2 separate regions of the Canis lupus genome follow, and region 2 is linked to region 1. Evidence: chromatin contacts called from public Hi-C data. All regions are on one chromosome and are shown on one strand. Each heading gives the region's core, a stretch centred on a gene start, on an enhancer-like site or on the middle of the called end of the contact. The rest is flanking DNA. Distances are from core to core; before and after follow the strand shown.

The links. Hi-C and Micro-C count contacts between places; a contact is called where the count stands out from the background.
Region 2: a contact with region 1 is called in a Hi-C map of blood, with 2.9 times the contacts expected there. The contact joins two enhancer-like sites. A contact is called at or near these places in 2 of 9 Hi-C or Micro-C datasets (both in blood).

What each region holds. Positions count from the first base shown.
Region 1 is chr5:6,186,237-6,191,682 of UU_Cfam_GSD_1.0, forward strand. ETS1 (protein C-ets-1) reads left to right here. Exons shown (of 10, transcript XM_038535669.1): 7 at 73-150; 8 at 1,336-1,584. Among named protein-coding and RNA genes, the nearest start is that of ETS1, 100 kb to the left of the region's middle. Within about 2 kb of position 2,780, at least 4 of the 20 cell types and tissues checked have an H3K27ac peak or open chromatin away from gene starts, as enhancers often do. A contact at or near this core is called in blood, where this site is marked.
Region 2 is chr5:6,371,044-6,376,489 of UU_Cfam_GSD_1.0, forward strand. No RefSeq gene overlaps it. Among named protein-coding and RNA genes, the nearest start is that of ETS1, 290 kb to the left of the region's middle. Within about 2 kb of position 3,423, at least 2 of the 20 cell types and tissues checked have an H3K27ac peak or open chromatin away from gene starts, as enhancers often do. A contact at or near this core is called in blood, where this site is marked.

The sequences.
Region 1 (5,446 bases), core at 1,530-4,029:
CAAGGTCCTCGTAGGCCAAACGTTACTTGCATGTTGACCTTTTCGTTTGGTTCCCTGCCCCGTCTGTTACAGAGGATGTGAAACCGTATCAAGTGAATGGAGTCAACCCTACCTATCCAGAATCCCGCTATACCTCGGATTACTTCATTAGTAAGTTCCTCTTCCACTCTTCTCTCGTTTGGCTTGCTATGGTGAGAACCTAGGAGAGGATTCCTGACCCAGATGCTCTCAGGCTGTTTCGTGGTGATTCTCCGGAAAATAATATTGGCTTAAATGTAGCCTCTTTGTCACTTATTTTGTTATCTCCACGAGGCACGAGGCTTCAACCTAGCTACATGTTGATATGTTTATTAACTACACACCAGGATCTCTCCTGATACCTTCAGCAGGAAAACCATGTGGGGGGGCCCATGACTTGACCCCTGAACTTTGTTTTTTAAATTTTTTTTTTTTTAATTTTTATTTATTTATGATAGTCACAGAGAGAGAGAGAGGCGCAGAGACACAGGCAGAGGGAGAAGCAGGCTCCATGCACCGGGAGCCCGATGTGGGATTCGATCCCGGATCTCCAGGATCGCGCCCTGGGCCAAAGGCAGGCGCCAAACCGCTGCGCCACCCAGGGATCCCTTGACCCCTGAACTTTGATCTTACTTGATGCTGTGTGCCCTGGTGGCCATCAGAGGTTTGGGTTAGGGATTTGGTTGTGGCTCTTGTTCTTTCCCTTTTACTAGTAGCTATGACAACATTGCCTCCGATCATTCCTCGAGACTGTGCCATGTAGCTTCAGATTCCATTACAGAAAACAAAGCCTTCTCCCTTCTAATAGGTGATACGTAACTATACTGGAGAGGTGGCCAGAAGAGCATTAGGGTAGGGCTGTTCTTATCCAGTGGCCTTGCTTTCAAACGGAGTCTTGAGCAGGTTTGTTTTCATTTTACCCTTTTACTTTATTATGATTTTTATTCTAATAACACCAATGATATTAAGTACTGAGATGCCAAGAGTTTATCATGTGCCAGAGGTATCGGTAGGCCTTTTACACATATGCCCTCATTTGCTCTTCATCACAACGCTCTGAGGGAGATTGCAATCATCCCTATTTTAGAGATGTGTAAATTAAGCCAGAAAAGGGAAGTTATCTTGTCAAGGAAGTATCTTGTTAAGTAGTGGAGCAAGGTTAAACACCCAGGCCCTTCTCACTGAAAATATGTTCCTTTCATTCTCTAAGGCAGAGTTTGTTTTCATCTTGTGGGGCTGTTGTGAATGGTGAAGACCCGCCTATTTATTTTGGGTACAAATTGGCCCTCTCTCCAACGGCACATGTTCTGTTTCCAGGTTATGGTATCGAGCATGCTCAGTGCGTTCCTCCCTCGGAGTTCTCAGAGCCTAGCTTCATCACAGAGTCCTACCAGACACTCCATCCCATCAGCTCGGAGGAACTCCTCTCCCTCAAGTATGAGAACGACTACCCCTCGGTCATTCTCCGGGACCCTCTGCAGACAGACACCTTGCAGACTGACTACTTTGCCATCAAACAAGAAGTTGTAACCCCAGACAACATGTGCATGGGGAGGACCAGTCGTGGTAGGTCAGATTTCTTCTCTAGGAGCTCTTGGGTTTCCAAGAATTACCTGACTGTGAGTTTTTCAGGCCCCATCTTTTTTCCTTTGCCACGGGCCCTGAGTTTCAGCCTTTCCATTAGAATGTCTAGATTCTAAGAGCTTTCCAACATGGAAGTTTAGCCAAGTCTACCGTGATGGCAAAGACCATGTGTCCATGGTGGACTTGGAACTATTTGGGTAAAACATTTTATTAAATGGTAAGTCTAGTTGAAGATGGTTGTTTTTTTAAGGTATGATTTATCTTCTTTGAGAGCATTTTGCTTGGGGAAGACACAAATGGTTCAGGTGACCCTCCTCGAAAGCCCTTAGCTTCCCATGCATCCTAGTGATCCTCCCAGAGTAATCCCACGGCAGACTGCAGACCCCGGCTTGGTATCTGGGTGACCTCTGCTTCCCAGCCTGGGCTCTCTAGCCTCCTGTGACTTCTTTGGTTTGGGAAGATACAAGATGGTTAACCAACGGTTTATTTGGAACCGGTCATCAGCAGTGTGGTGAAAGTGTGTATTTAGCTGGAGGACCAGGGAAAGAGGTGGCCAGAGGCTTCCAAAAGAAGGTACTCTTGTTGACATGACTATTATGACAATGGTAAAATATTCACTGACAGTGAAGTAAGCGTTTCAAAATAGAACTGACTGACTTTATAAAGCAAAGAAAAAAAAACAAAAACCAAAAGGGTAGGTACACCCAAATTTAAGATCAGGACATGAACGCTCAGAGGCGCAGCCCGCCTGAACAGATGTCCAGATTGTTTTGTGTCTGAGAAAAGTGCAGTCCTCTGTAAGGAGGGATTCGTTCATCGAGGAAGAACTAGCCGATTTCTAGAGAGTTGAAATAAAAAAAAAAAAAGACTTTTCCAGTGGATCTAGGGGAAAAAGCTATGAACAGGAAGAGGAACAGGGGAAGCTCATGTGAGCAGCGCTGAGGCGTTTGGTCACAGAAGGCAGGCTTGGCCGGCCCCGTAGTGGTTTCTGCTCAGCGCTGACCCTGCTGCCTCTTCTGAGTCTCTCAGGAGGGAGCCCAAAGACATCTTTACTTTGAAGAATCACTGTACAGGCACTGGGGGCCATACACATTGTCGTCTTCTTCGAGTGTCAGCCTCACGCTTCCTCCCAGCAGGCCCTAGGATGAGCAGAGGGAAAGTCCCTAGCAAAATCTGAACCTGCAATCTTCCTTCTCAGGGCCCCAGGGTGTTTGTGTTCAGACCGAAGGGGATGGGTGGGACCAGTTTTGCCTTCCCCTTTCTGACTTTTTTATTTTTGGATACAAGTCTATTTAAATATATACACACATGTATGTGTATCTTTTTTTTTTTTTTTTTCTCTCGGGCAGGTCAAAGCAACAAAATGACTTTCTTTCTCTTGGGGCTTTCTGTACATCTAGGTGATGAGGCCGGGTCTGAGGGCTGGGCTCATCCCCGGCGTTACTTGGGTAGCTCTGCTGTCTCCTTGTTTTTAAGTCGCGTCTGGCTTGGCTTTCGTGGGATTGTCCCTCCTCCGGCCCCTTCTGTTGGTTCTGGGTTTTGGTCCTGACCATCCTTCCAACCCCACGTCTGTGACTGTGGACCAGGCAGTGACCCGCTCCAAGGGGCACGAGGTGTTTCTTTCTGACCTCGCGGCCTGTCCCTTGCAACAACCTGGCCATGTGCACTGGAGAGGAAGACCTCGTTGTTCACGGCTGCTTTGGCACGTGAGGAGTCCTGCAGACCTGACATCTTCTGGGGGCCGACCGCGTCTGACGTGGTGTGGTTGGCTAGACCCAAGGCCTCACCGCTAGCTGATTACTAGTAGCAATCATCCTGGTGCCCGTGTACTGCATGGTAGCGTACAAAGTGCTTCTGTGTCCCATGTCTTTGGACTCTGAGTACTGTCTTTGTGCCAGTCTGTCCAGCGGGTTGCTGTGGGGCCACCCCGTCTGCTATGTAGAGTGCTCTGAGGTCTGTTTGGGGGAGTCAGATGGCTCTGGAAGGGCCGTGCTCTGAGACCTGTCACAGAGAAGCTGGCCAGTGGACGTCTGAGAGGACACATGCTTCCCTGCAGGAGCACAGTAGCCTAACTGAGTGCCTAATCCAGTTGGATTCAACCCATTTTTGGAGAGAATACCCGTAAACGAAGGTTCCCAGCTCCAGGATTGTGAAATAGAGCTAAAATGAAAGCAGCCTACTGCTATAAACCGCAACTCTCAACAGAGTTACATTTGGCTCATGTTTGAGAGGCTGCCAGAGGGTGGTTATGGCCTAGTTTAGTGCCCTTGCTTCTTGGGGCTCCTTGGAAACTCGGCTCTCCTGCTTGTGGAAACTCCAGTCTCCGTGCCCTCCGTGCCAAATAAAAAAGTGACTGATAGAGATAGAATCGTTTCAGAGAGAGATTGGAACATAAATACTGCCTACATACTGGTGCCGTGGTGGGGTGTTCTTCACGAAAAGATGACTTCTCTTTCTTAGGCTGGTGGTGGGTTTGCCTCACAAAGAAGTGGGATGACCATTAAGAGGGGTAGCTGGTCTAAGCAAGCACCTTTTTATGAGATGCCACAACATTTCCTTTTTTCTGTTAAAAAGAGGCTATTGCATTCTGGTTGTAGGCTGTTTTCTTGAGTTTCTTCATGTGAATTTCTGGAAAAGACAATTCTTTCATTCGTTATGATAATAAAAAACTTAACAAACGTGCCAGTGGACTGGGTAGGCGGTGCCAGTAACCCATGGAGCTCTTCAGTTTGCCTTCTGGAGATTATTTTTCTTTGAATGGATGGTTTGAGGAAGGAATGAGATTAAGTGGATAAATACCTTTCTGTTAAAAGCAGTATTGGAGGGGATAAGAGGTTCAGGAAATCTACAACAGGGGCTTTACGAAAAGTATATATTTAACGGAATACCTTTTATCTTGGATTTTTTGGTTGCTTGTTTAAATTTTATGAGCAACGTATCTTCCCTCCTAATTATGGTAGGTTTAATTTTGGTTTGGACACCATAATTAAATATTTGAATTCCACTGTTTTAACCAATCCCTAGTATTATGAGGGGGAGACTATGCCAGAAACCCACCCCTATTAGCTTATATCACCCAACCTTATTCTGGGATTTAAACTTTATAGTAGGACCAGCCACCCCTGAACAATTGAGAGCTGACTTAGTATCTCTACATACACATTTGTCACATCCGTTTGCCCCTTGGCTTGTGCTGACTTGAGATGCTCATGTAGACTCCCGTGATTTAATTTAGGTTGCCTGAAAAGTGTCTGAGAGGGAAACATAGAAAATATTCCTTTGAGCTTTTCAGCTTTTAGATACATTTATTTTCCTCCAAATTATTTATTTTTTTGGTTAGTCTCCCTTTTCATGGCATTTTTTTTTTTTTTTTTTGCCAATGGAAATTTCTCTAGGAGCTATTATGCAATCGTTGCAGCTGTTTATAACCTGGTTTGGGAAATTAATGAACTTGCATGATCTTGTGGTCAGTTAAGAATGCCTTAAGCAACTCTTAGAGTAAAGGATTTCTGACATTGCTATGGACCTTAACTCTTTAATCAACTCCTTTGTGTTTTATTGCCCACACTCCCCCAGTGAAGTATAAGTTTCAAGTACAAAATTGTACTTGGAGGGGCTAAAGAACTTGGATTTCTATTTAGAAGAGCGATAGTGGTTGTATGTGTGTTTTTTTTAATCTCCTGGAAAAAGCATCTCATAACTTATTTCTCTATTTGAGAAAGCATGGAGGCAGGGTGTATATTTCGTTTTAAAATAGTATTTGGAAAAAAATGCTAAAAACTGACACTTAAGTTCCAAGGTCAAGGAAGGTCATGCTGCTCTTAGTCTAACGGAATATTTTTTC
Region 2 (5,446 bases), core at 2,173-4,672, 190 kb after region 1:
TCCATAGCAGGAGCTTGGAAGAGTGTAAGAACCTCTCTGCTCCCCCAGCACTGACTCCATGCCTGGACAAGGTGGGCAGCTTTCTCTGCCTGGTCTGGTTTTACAGGTCCCAGAATTTTGCTGGCAATTAATCTCTTCTGTCAGCATGCCCTTAGGCATATTACCTCTGCAACTAAAATCCAGGCCTTTCCCCATAGTAAGACTGTGTCTCCAGAAGTTCACATTTTGAACACAAAGCAGGTACCTAAAATGTTGTCACAATCAAGGTTTAAGGAAAGTGGATTTGTCAGGCCTGGTTCCTATGGCCAGAGAACTGTGCCCTCCCAGAATGGATGACAGAGAGATTCTTGGGGAAGCATCTGATGTCAGGAGCTGTTTGAGCCTGAAGTATTGAAAACAGCTAGAGATGGAAGGTGCCTGTGTGAAACTCTGTGTTGTGTGAAGAAGCTCAAAGTCTCAGGTGTTCCCTGGGGAAGAAGGGAGAAAGTGAATGAGGACAAACCAACATCTCGGTTTTGTCATGGTGTGGTCCCGCTGACCCCCAAGATCGACTTTCCAAGTTGGGACACATTTTTCTTGGTATGTACAGGTTATGACAAAATATCTTGGTTTCTCTGTTTTCTTGTGAAGGTGTAAAGCTCTCTGTCTTCAGGGCGTGTCTCACCCCGTTGCCACAATTTAGAAGTGTAACATTCTGTCTGCACTTTTGAAAATAGAGTGAAGTTTTGTGGCTACATATTTTCTCCCAATTGTGTGTAAAGCAAACAAAAAAATACAGACTCAATGTTATGCAGGAAAGGCTTGAAGCAAACAAAAAAACTATTGACCCACAGAGATTACTAATACGATATGGACACACAGTTTATTTCTACCAAGATGGGAAAAGCTCTGCTAAATCCTGCTCTGTGAAATATTTCTCTCTTCTACCAGGAAGTTTCTTCCTGCTGCTTGGCATTGGAGGCACTGTCAATGGACATTTTTCTCTTAAAGCAGAAATGTTGATGAGATGTCAGGTCTTCATAATTAATAACCACAAATGATTGAAGCATCATTCTCCATAAACTCCATGGAATTTACATTCCCTGTGAATTTCTGGGTTTATTGCCTCAGTTGTTAGGCTTACTTAATCATCCCCAAGAGTCCCTGCTACCTGTCTGTTCACTCATCTATGCCAACCAGACTTGAGAATTTGAGGAAGACATAATTTTCCTGTTGCTGACCTCATGCTCTGTTTCACTTACAGGAGTAGACTCAAAGTGATGGTTCTCATCAATCATTTGCTCTCCCATGGAACTTACTGGAAGATCAAGAAATGTTGCCTCTAATGTCTACTACAGAGTGAAAAATGTGCTTTTTATATTCTACAGTAACTATAACATACAGATAAAAAAAGTGACTAACTCTAGCTAAATTTTGAAAAAGGCACTTCAAAGCCTTTCAAGTACGTTCACACGTACTTTCTCCTTTGATTCCTCTAAGTTTGTAAAACAGCGCTGACTCCATTTCAGATATGAGAAAATGGAGGCCCCCCAAAAGTGAAGCAGCATGCACAAGGCCACACAGCTCACAGGGACTGAGCTGAAACCAAAACTTGACTGTAGATGGTATGCTTTTCTCACTCTTACAAGTAAGGGAGATAAAAGTGGGTTGGCCACCCAAGTGTTTATTATGATGCATTTCAGAATACCAGGCCAAAAATCAAAGAAACAACCCGCCCCCCCCCCCCTAAAGATCAAAGCATCCCCAAACACAAACCCCCAGAAAGAAGGAATTTTTTTTTTTTTTCCTTCAAGGAGGCAAATAGAGATGGAGACCTGGCTGATTTCACATGGTAGTAGCACTCACCTCTGACTGGCCTCACGATCTCCCAGCTCTTCCTAAACCAAGGCTCTGGGGGCACTAATTAATCAGGCTTAAGGTCCTGGAATGTGTCTAGTCTCCTATACCCACTGATTGCTGATTTAAAGATGTGAATCCACTTGATTATCTAACAGTTAAGGAGAAGCAAATCTAAATTTCAATGACACAGAGACGAGAGCCCAAGGTGACACCTAAGACTATAAGTGGCAATTAATTAGACAGATAGCATCTTACATGTCTATGTCTTCCTCTGTGAGATTTCTGTTCATGTCTTTTGCCCATTTCATGATTGGATTGTTTGTTTCTTTGGTGTTGAGTTTAAGAAGTTCTTTATAGATCTTGGAAACTAGCCCTTTATCTGATATGTCATTTGCAAATATCTTCTCCCATTCTGTAGGTTGTCTTTGAGTTTTGTTGACTGTATCCTTTGCTGTGCAAAAGCTTCTTATCTTGATGAAGTCCCAATAGTTCATTTTTGCTTTTGTTTCTTTTGCCTTCGTGGATGTGTCTTGCACTGGGTGTTATTCTGTATGTTAGTAAATTGAACACCAAAAAAAAAAAAAAAAAAAGAAGTAAAAAAAAAAAAAAAAAGATAGCATCTTACATTTGGAAGGGACCTTGCAGGTCTAATCCAATCTGGCTCCTCATATAGTAATCCTCCCACAGCAAGACTTCGCTCTAGAGATTGGAATTTCTGTGTGTCTTGCGGCAGCCATTGCACTATTACTAACTGGGATCTTGTGAGTAGTAGGTCTTGCCTCCATGGGATTGAATTCTATCCCAGTTTTTGACCCAGTTCTGCTCTCTGGCACCATAATGAATATGGTTACTTATGCATTTACACCCTCTTCCCAATATGTGAATTCAGCCCTCATGGCTTTCTTGAAACATCTCCTCTCTAGCAAAATACACTCAGCTTCTCCCACACTTTCCAATTCACTATTTTTAGGCCCTTTCTAGTTTCTTGCTTGGAACAACCCCTACCTATCCACTCATCCATCCGCCTTTTTACTGACATGTCCACGGCTGGATGGTGTCTGTTTCCCTACTTATCCTGACCCAATATTAACATACTTTCAATACCTTTACTGGTCATAAGCTCCATAGCAATGGGGCTATATATATGGTGGTTGGAGATAGCATCGTTCCCTCAGCTCTGTAACCCACTGGAGTTTACCAAATGAGAACTGGTTTTCTTCATGTAATTTACCTCAGAAGCCACACCACCAGCAAGAGGGCCAGAACCAGTTGTCAATGTACAGGCCACAACTAGTACACAATTGTCTCTTTGAACCAATTTTTGCTTCAATAAGCTTTTTATCTATCTAGTATTGCATCTCTTAAAATACAGAGGAAAAAAAAACAGGTAAGAGACTAGTTCGCTAGCAACTTTGACAAATAGCCTTTGAGGCAGACTGAGTGACATTCGGAAAGTTGGTAAAAGCCACCAGAGTCAAAGCAACTTCTCAAAAAAAAAAAAAATTGTGGCTATGCTATGCTCAACCAGGCCACACCTGTTTTGAGAAACCACCAAGTGTTCTACAGATAAACAGAGATGCCAGTTCTGACAGTCTCTAAGGCAACCAGATACCGATCATCATCACACATGTGAGAGGCAGCAGTGACAAACATGAAGCCTCGTTCTCTCATCTACTCAATGGTGTGGCAGCAGATGGAGACAACTCTGCCTAGGGAGCCCATCACACATCCAAGTTCAGACTCTAAGGTCTAACTGTAGTGGGGAGAATCCTGCAGTTGGGGAAATAGCTGAAGGATCTGACCCCACCCCCTAAGCAGGCACCCTGTCACCTAAGGTGGACTTCAACATGGACTTCTGGGCAAAAAAGACAAAGAAGTAGCTCCTGTCAGTGTTCCCATTTGCTCACTTGCAAAATAAACAAAATGGGTATGTGGTTAGAATCTTGAGGGTGTAAGCTTGGTGAGAAGTCAGTGAATTTGGACACAAAGAGATCATTTATCTAATTTGGCTCCGTAGTGAATAGATTGGATTTTACTTAAGAAATCACCATCAAAATGCACCCAGGTCCCTCTTTTCTGAGCATTTATATCTATTAGAGATGTATGATATCACACTTTCTCATTTTGTGACATTTCCAACTTGTGATATTTTAACAAGAATGATGCAAATGAGCATTTTGCAAGAATTTGGCAGATGCAGGATAGATCCAGGAGTTGGCATGGGTGCTCATATGCTGCTTTCGAAATCATTTCATTGTGGTTACTTATGCCTGGGTTTTCTTGATCCCTAGACTTTGTGCTGCTCTGTCTTAATCGTTGGTGCCATTCCCACCCTTCCTGGTGTCATGTTCTGTACCTCGTTGGTACATAAGAAATAACTGTTGAACTGAATCACTATGTTGCTTTGAGGAGATAAGGCTCAAAGACAAGGTAAACTGAAATCTCATGGCTCAGGAAATGGGAAAACACACTGCAAAGATAGACTAATTAATGATTCAATGAACCTTGAAAAAAATAGAATCATAAATATCAATGACAAGTATTAGTTTATGAAGCCTAATTATAAACAGTGACAGAATAAATAAATTAATTGATCCAACTGGTCAGATAGCAACCATCTTTATTAAAAGGTCCTGAGCAGGGTAAGAATAGTTCAACAGAGATGGGTGGAGGGCAAAATGTCTAGAATTAATCATGGTGGTAAATATAACCAGTTTTATATCAACACCAAGATGTGCATAGTAGAGACATCAAAATAAAATTCTAAATGTCACCTAGTCAGTGTTTATTTTATATTTTACTGCCACAAACTTATGAATAAGCAAAGAGACAAAACCAAAATCACACCAAGTCCTATCACCAAGAAATAAAATAGCTGTTTGAGTATTCTTTCTATATACATCCTCTGAGTTTGTCATTCTCTGCAAATAACACAATACATACCACACATATACACACATGCATACCTTTTTTAAAAAATTGGGCTAACATACATGTTTTGTAACTTGCTATTTCACTTGACAGTATAGCAGATCATGTTTGCCTGTTATTTAAATATTCTCTATTTTCATGACCATATACTATTTCATTATAATTATGTATCATACATATTATGTATTAATGGACATTTAGGCTGAGTCTAAGGTTTTTTCCCATTGTTTCTCTGTTATGCCTATTGTTAAGTCTTCTGGCAAATTTAAGAAATTTATTTTCTTGCTAGCCGCATGTCAATGGGCCTTTTATCTTCTACTCTAGGAGGAAGTGTGAACATAGCTTAAAAATGACATGATACACATCTTTCTAATAATTTAGGAACACTTACTATTGAAAACTAAGAAGGATTTAAGGGAAGTGACTTATTCATCACATCTGTCTACATTGATTAAACCCCTAGAGTTGATCGTTATAACCCTGAAACATTTTTTTAAACATAAGGTTTAGAATTAGTTTAGAATAGTATTATCCCAAGATATTTTTACATTACTCAAGGTTAAGTGAATATTATTACTATGAGAAAAAAAATCCTCAAAATTATGAATTCTTATTTTTTAAAAGTGAAAATATGAGTAAAAATACTTATATTTGTAATTTCCATCAGGTTTTATCT